2 separate regions of the Gossypium hirsutum genome follow, and region 1 is linked to region 2. The links are chromatin contacts, called in public Hi-C maps. All regions are on one chromosome and are shown on one strand. The core of a region is the stretch at or near the end of the contact, and the rest is flanking DNA. Distances in the headings are between cores, read along the strand shown. Region 1 holds the start of LOC121224096. Region 2 has its middle 51 kb from the start of LOC121224094.

Region 1 (3,948 bases), core at 382-2,881, 110 kb before region 2:
AATTGAAGCTTTCAAGATTTAAGAAAACCAAGTGAACGTTGAATGAAGGAGAAAATTTTTATTATTCTTCCATCATCTTTTTATTTTAATTTGTTTTATAACTTTGAATAATATCATTTTTACTACACCTAGCGTGATATTTACTTTCGTGTATTTGACATGGCTTTATAATCTTTTAGTTGTGCCTTTTCAAGCGTGATTTTTGAGAAAATCCTTCTTTTTGGGATTAAACATGAAACCTAATTTGTTCATCTTTTATCAAAATTTGAGGTTTCAAAAAGTTTAAATTCTACTATTTTTCAAATTTTAAACAATAAATGCATTATTATATGTGATTGTAATTTGCTTCAAAATTGAAATTTTAATCTTTAAAAATATATAAATTTAAAATGAGAGACTAAACCTAGCATAATTGAATTTAACCAACTAATTTTATTTGTTATTGTTTGGGTAGAGACTAAAATTATTGTTTTTTGAATTACTCTAATTATTAAAAAATATATTTGTAAATCTTTTTAAATTACATTCTTACTAGTTCGAATTTCAAATTTGCAGGAACGGAAAACTATGCCTAAAGTTGCCATGTGTAAAGCAAGTCAGCTCATGAAGAAATTGCTTGGGGATTTTAATTTTTACCTTTACATTAAGCAAAGAACAAGGTAGAAAAAGTGAACACAATGTTTAAACCATTACAAACCATATCCAATTTCTGTGTTATTCCAGGACCACAACATTTACTATAACATAAGCAAAGTTGGTCAACATCACGTGTTGATCTAACAACCCTCACTTCGATTCGGTTTGGATGAAACAAAGACCTGATCATATGCACATCATTAAACAGATGGCCCTTTTAATTCTTTCTATTTGATAGAATTAAGCCCTAAATGAATACCTGATCATCTTCCAGGGTCGGAATCCAGTCATTAGTTGCTGGGTTGCTTTTGAAGATAGGCTTGCTGATTGCATCCTGCCCACTTTCCAGTTGAATATCATATCCATTTCCTTCACCTCCTTCTTTCATCACTCTTATGAACCCACTTCCTGTCTGTCATCCATAACCAAAAAACAAAACCCAATGAGAAATAAAATCACAAAGACACTGCAGTGTTCAGACAAAAACAACAACCGTGTGATGCTGTTTGTCAATGGAATTCATCTCCCTGTAATACTGTGTCTCCACAAACTCCTCTTGTTCCACTGTAGCTCCCCCCTCTGAGATCTTCGCCTATGAAAGCAAAACAAAGAGCTGACCCCAAAACTTGAAAGACAAAGATGAGGGGGTACAAGGTTAAGGAATTGCGTACCTGAGATTGAGATTGAAGGGACCGTAACTTGTCAAGCTCGGGTATGTTTTGGTCCACATCTGAAGGGGGATTGGAGGATGTCAAATCCGGTTCACTCCGGTTGGGTTTGGTGGGTCGTTTTGGGACCATCGAATCGAACTGAGCTCTGACCTGGTTGGTGATTCGTTGTTGTTGATCCGAGTCCAAAACTTCATCGCTCCGGCTTGGTTTAGTCGCCGTCCATTGACCCACCATCTTGATCTTTAATTATGTTTACTGCTGAGGTTATTGATTGAATGAGAATGAGACTCTTGGTGGTGGAAAGGGTCAGCAACCTAATTAATATAGAGTGAATATAAAAATCGAAACTATGGGCTATAAATACCAGGTACATCTTTCTTACTAGATCAGGCCGAATGTTTAAATTTACCTTTTCTTTTGTAATATCATTTTCATTTGAAAATTAAAAATTTTAAGCAAACGACACCTCATCTTGACAATTGTGAAGGATCTCTTTGATCCTAAACTCTTCTTCAATTTCATCGGTCAAAGCTTCAGCTTCTCCATAGCTATAATTTAAAATTTGTTGAAAAGAGAGAGAGATTGAGGATTTTCATGAGATGAGATTGTGTTTTGTTGTAAATATATATATAATAATTTTAAAAAATATATAAAAATAAAAATATTTATGTATTTATATATTAATTTTTTTAAGAATTAGGATCAAAATGATTAATTGTAATTTTGAGAGTTATGTTTTTAAAATTATGATTAAATCAATATAATAAGTAAAAGTTAATAACTAAATTTGTTATCATATCGATTTTATAACTGTTACGTCATCCTCCAATTTGGTACTTAATGGAAATGGTTCAAAAAAAAACCCGATTAGTTGAGTGACCAATTTAAAAAAACAATTATAGTTAAGTGACAAAAAAAGAAACGTACCCATAGTTGGGTGACCTATAGTGTAGTTTACCCAAAATTTTATAAAATTTCCAGGTGATGACATAATACAAACTTAGAATGTTACATACAATGTTCTAATAGCCGAACCTGTAGTTGAATTAGTCTGACCGTTGGTTCTCGATCCAACCAGTTTGATCGGTTCAACTACTAGACTAAAAATACTTAAATAAATAATTAAAAATTCATAATTTTTTTTAAAAAAATTATTAAACTGGTTCAACCTGTTCAACTACTAGTTTTCGTCCTAATTTTCAATTTTACCAGTTCTGAGCAATTTCTGATTCAATCAATTCAACCTATTTGTTTGGACCAATATAGGGATCGGTTCTCGGTTTAATCGATCCGACCGATCAATCCAGTCATGTTCCAAGAACACTAGTCACATCATCAAATCTTGATGGAATCCAAGTCTAATAGCCGAACCTGTAGTTGAATTAGTCTGACCGTTGGTTCTCGATCCAACCAGTTTGATCGGTTCAACTACTAGACTAAAAATACTTAAATAAATAATTAAAAATTCATAATTTTTTTTAAAAAAATTATTAAACTGGTTCAACCTGTTCAACTACTAGTTTTCGTCCTAATTTTCAATTTTACCAGTTCTGAGCAATTTCTGATTCAATCAATTCAACCTATTTGTTTGGACCAATATAGGGATCGGTTCTCGGTTTAATCGATCCGACCGATCAATCCAGTCATGTTCCAAGAACACTAGTCACATCATCAAATCTTGATGGAATCCAAGTCCATTTAACATAATGAATCTAATTGTCAAGTTTAGGGGCAAATAATTATATTATCCTTTTTTTTAATTTGTTCAACAAATCAACTTATATTCAAGTTTGACATTTTTAATATGCTATTTGTGTTCTTTTATTCATTGTGGTACTTGTATTTTTCAAAAGTTATATATTTAATATTCAAAGATAACGGTGTTAATATTTTACTGGTCAATTGAGTTTTAAGATTAATTTGATGAAAAATAATTGTTAATATTATTATGTTTGATTTTCATGATTTTGTTAATAGAATAAATTAAGTGTTAATTGTGAATTTGTTTATTTTGTTGAATATAATATGATTACCATAACTTTTCAAGTTTCAGGGTAGATTTGATGAAAACTAATTGCTAATATTATATTAGTTAATTATGAATTTTCATTACATCAACCCTAAAGCTCGAATTAAACACTAAAAGGTTAACGTTGTTATTTTCAAGTATCAAAATGTATAACTTACGCGAAATACATGCACCACATTGGACCAAAAAACACATATACCACATTAGAAAAAAAAATTATCAAACTCAGATACCAAATGATATTAAACATTTTGAATTTAATAGAGCATTTTAACCATTTTCTTAGAAATATATATATTTAATAAAAATATTAAACATATAGGTCACATTTTAAATACAAAAAAAACCCTCATTAAATAATTAAAAGAAAACATTTAAGTCTCTAAACAAAAATCGTAATCAATTGAGTCCTTAATCAAAAGTAAAAAATCAATCAAGCCCTTGAAATTTAGTATTTTTTGAAAACCTTTACCGAACCATTACTTATCACCTCTCCTCAATCTATTCTTATCAACTCCTTTCGCATCACCTCTCCTCAACTAAAATCATTACTCATCACTCACTTTATGTAACAGCCCGTTTTCAGTGGAATCAGAACAATGATTTTGAGAT
Region 2 (3,940 bases), core at 1,144-3,643:
GATTAAATAAGCTTTGATATATAGAAAGTCTAATCTAATCTCTAAACCTAAATCTCTTGAATTTTTTTTTAATCTTATCAGCTTTATTTTTATATTTTAAATATATTTTGTGATACAACGGCGTCCTAAGTTTAATTTTGCAAAGTCTACGTGATCGTTAGCCACGTTGATAAAAGTGTCAATCCGCCACTTTGGTATAAAGCAATTATATGTCGGCTAAAATATTCAAGTGGACGGTTTGACTTTGATGACAATATTACCTCGTATTTTTCTAAATTTTCTTTTTTTATATAATTGAAAAAGCTTTAAAATTATTATCTTAAACAATAAATTTTATTATATTGAAAAAAATGGGGTTCATGTCAATAATTTAAATTTATATAAAACAACCTATACATAATATATCTATAATCTGTAGTTTAAAATTTTTTTATCATTTATTATATTATTAAATTAACATTAAAATAATTTATTAATATATTATTAATCATTATTACATAATAACAAAAGTAATATTATTTAGAAAACTAATTATTGAGTATAAATACTTGTATATAAAATTTTAAATAAATAATGTTGAATTAAATTTTGTATTTATATTAAATTACATTTATTATTTTAAATAATTATTATTTAATTAGTGTTACACTTATATATTAATTAAAATTAAAATTTAATATTATAAATTTATAAAAACCGTTACTTTCATTCAAGTAAAAACCAGTTGATAATATTATTTGATTTCTTCGACAAATAACATGTATTTAAATCAAAACATTTTTCAAATGATTATTACTTGAATCATGGAGATCACAGTGGCAGGAACACTTGATAGTTCGAATAACGGTGTCGGAAGGGAAACAAAGAAAGTTTGAAGGAGATCGGAGGTTACTACAGAGTCGGACGACCTTACGGTTGATGGTAATGGAAGACAGGTTCCAGATCCGGAATGGCTAAGGCTTCATACAAGGCCACGTTGTTGGGCATGGCTCAGAATTTGGACCAAACAGATAGGATGGAAGAGGTCTTCGAGCTTTAAGAGGGAGATGTGATAACGGAGGTGGTAGATGGAATACCGTTTATTACCTTTTCGAATCGTGTTCATAAGTTTATTGAGCGGAATATGTCGAAAACACTGATTGTCAAACTTTTGGGCAGTAGAATCAGGGATTTAAATAGCAGTTCGTTATTAAAATAGCGGTCGTTATATAGCGGTAGCGGCACCGTCTGAAACCGTTATTGTCGAAACTGCTATTATATTTTACAATAAGTTGTTTTAAAATTCACGACCGCGATATTCGCAATGACCACAATAGCATCCGTTATGTCCGCAAGTGCGATAAACGCAATGCGACCGAAAACGCAACTGCGACCGCAATTGAAATCCGTACGTAGAATAGGTTTTCATGCTTTGCTTAATAAGATTAATACAATGTGGAAGCCTTTGAATCCTGTTCAGCTAATGGACTTGGAGAAAGATTTCTACCTTGTTCGTTTTAACAATGAGAAAGACTATAATAGTGCTGGTAGGACGTCCGTGGGTAGTTTATGGAACAGTGCACCCTTGGTCACTGGATTTTTCTACCGCCAATACTGGAATTGATGTATTGGATAAGACTACCAGGTTTACCAGAAGGCTATTACTCCGAATTTTTTGCTTCGTGCCATCAGGCAAGCTATTGGCCCGGTTATGAAACTAGACACTCACATAGACTTTGCCAGGAGGGGCAAGTTTGCGCACTTAGCTGTTTGTGTTGATCTTAAGAAACCGTTGGTACCCAAAGTAAAGATCAATGGCCGGACATAGCGTGTTGAATATGAATCATTGTTGAACGTTTGTTTTAACTGTGGTCTCTATGGTCATAGTGTTGAAGGATGTGAGAGAATGAAATCTTCATCATCTGATATTGGTAATGGTAGTGCTTCCGTGGTTGATGAAAAATAAGAGCTAGAAAAAAAGAGTTGAAGAAGAGAGCTTTGGTTCATGGATGTTGGTCAAACGTCGGCAAAGAGGGAAAGGTCGGAGCAGCGGGGAAACAAGGAACGTAATTCAGGGAATGATTCCAGAACAATCATGATTTGCTGTAGTGGAAGAGAATCTGGTTAATGATGATGGCGCATTTAATGGCTTTGACAAACCGACAGAACAAATAAATATAAATGAAAATGAGTGTGATGTAAGGGTGTCATCCATCAAAGGATCTGCTGGCCCAAGAAGAAATAAGTCGAATGCTAAAGGTAAAGGATTTTTGTTAGGGAATGGGTCCAAAGTGGGCTTTTAAATTTTGAGGCTTATCAATAAGAATATTGGGTCTTCAACTGGAATGGGTCAGAGGCCCACGAATGTTAATTTTGGCCTGAACACCAGCAAGGCTGCTGGGGGTGAGCAAATCATGGGTTTCCAACCAATTACTTTAACAGCCAAGTTAGATAAAACCAAGCATCAGGCATTCCGAGCAAGTAAACAGTGAGAAAGAGAACAGGGGGTTGCTCAAGTATAAAATGGGTATGGAGTTGGGCAAGGAGAATGGGGTTTTTCGTTTTAGGGTAGCTTCCAGTGGCATTCTTCAAGGGCCGCGAAATCAGTTATTGGTCTAAGGGATTGCCCAACATCATAAATCGCCAGATGATTCTTTGAATAAATCGATAGTTGCTACGGTGGATTTAGTGGCAGCTATGGAGGGTATAATCTCTGGGTTGGAGCAGGGACATGCAATCACAGAGACAATAGTTGACAATCCGAAAGATGATGAGTAGATGGGTACTACGGTTCCTACTAACGCCAAGGATATTTGTTAAAACGCAATCTGTTGTTGGGTTTTTTTTTTCGCTCTGCTTTATATGGACACAAATATTATTTTTTGGAATTGTCAAGGTACAAGACATCCGCGTTTTCATAAGTTTGTTTCTGAGTATCGGAAAGAGTTTTAGCCAGAGATCATTTGTCTTTTTGAAACTCGGACAAGTGGTACGCGAGATGACAGAATTATTTCTAAATTTGGAATGGCTCAATCTTGTAGGATTAAAGCTAATGGTTTTGCCGGTGGAATATGGATTCTGTGGAATGAGACAGGTTTAGTTGATATTTTGGCTATTCATCCTCAAATGGTCCACATGAAAGTTTGCAGCGAGATTAACTCTTCTAGTTTTCTATGCACAGTGGTTTATGCTAGCCCGTAACAAAAGAAGAGGAAGGATCTCTGGTATAACTTGGATGTTATGGAAAATTCGATTTCAAAATCGTGGCTAATTGTTGGTGATTTTAACTCGGTGTTAGATGGTTCGGAGAGGGTAGGAGGTGTTGTTCAGGCACGACTTGGTTGTAAGTGGTTTCAGTCTTTCCTGTTTGACAATAAGATTTGGGATTTCGGTTATAATAGTCCTCAATTCACATTGAGTAGAGGGAACCTGTCTCGGAGAGTTGATCGGGCCATTTGTAATTCAGAGTGGGACTTCTTTGCGCCAAACTGTATGGTCCGTAATCTTTATCGGCTGAAATCCAACCATTGTCCAATTTTGGTCTCTCTAAGCCTGATTGTTCAAAGGGATTGTCGCTCGTTTCAGTGTCTAACTAGTTGGATGCTACATGCCGAGTTTAAAGACCTTGTAAGGAAAACTTGGAGAAATGATATAGGGATTGAAAGGAATTTAGAATGTTTTCAAAATGTGGTGCAAGATTGGAATAAACGATTTTACAAAAACATCTTTGTGCGTAAAAGGAAACTTCTAAATTGAACAGGGTGCAAAAAATTCTAGATTTAATGTCCTCGTTGTGTCTCCATGAACGTGAATTAAACTTAGGCCAGGAGGTTGAAGAAATTTTAAATCATGAAGAACTAATGTGGTTCCAAAAATCTAGATTGAAATGGCTTAAATATGGAGATAAAAATACAAGTTATTTCTATGGACGCACTCTAGCAAGATGAAGAAGGAATAAGAT

The links. Hi-C and Micro-C count contacts between places; a contact is called where the count stands out from the background.
Region 1: a contact with region 2 is called in a Hi-C map of leaf, with 1.6 times the contacts expected there. The contact joins the promoter of LOC121224096 here to the enhancer-like site in region 2. A contact is called at or near these places in 5 of 34 Hi-C or Micro-C datasets (callus and leaf).

The regions. Positions count from the first base shown.
Region 1 is chrD12:30,301,066-30,305,013 of Gossypium_hirsutum_v2.1, reverse strand. LOC121224096 reads right to left here and starts at 1,631. Exons shown (of 7, transcript XR_005921586.1): 1 at 1,308-1,631; 2 at 1,130-1,228; 3 at 896-1,048.
Region 2 is chrD12:30,192,839-30,196,778 of Gossypium_hirsutum_v2.1, reverse strand. No RefSeq gene overlaps it. Among protein-coding and RNA genes, the nearest start is that of LOC121224094, 51 kb to the left of the region's middle. Within about 2 kb of position 2,393, at least 7 of the 9 cell types and tissues checked have an H3K27ac peak or open chromatin away from gene starts, as enhancers often do. A contact at or near this core is called in leaf, where this site is marked.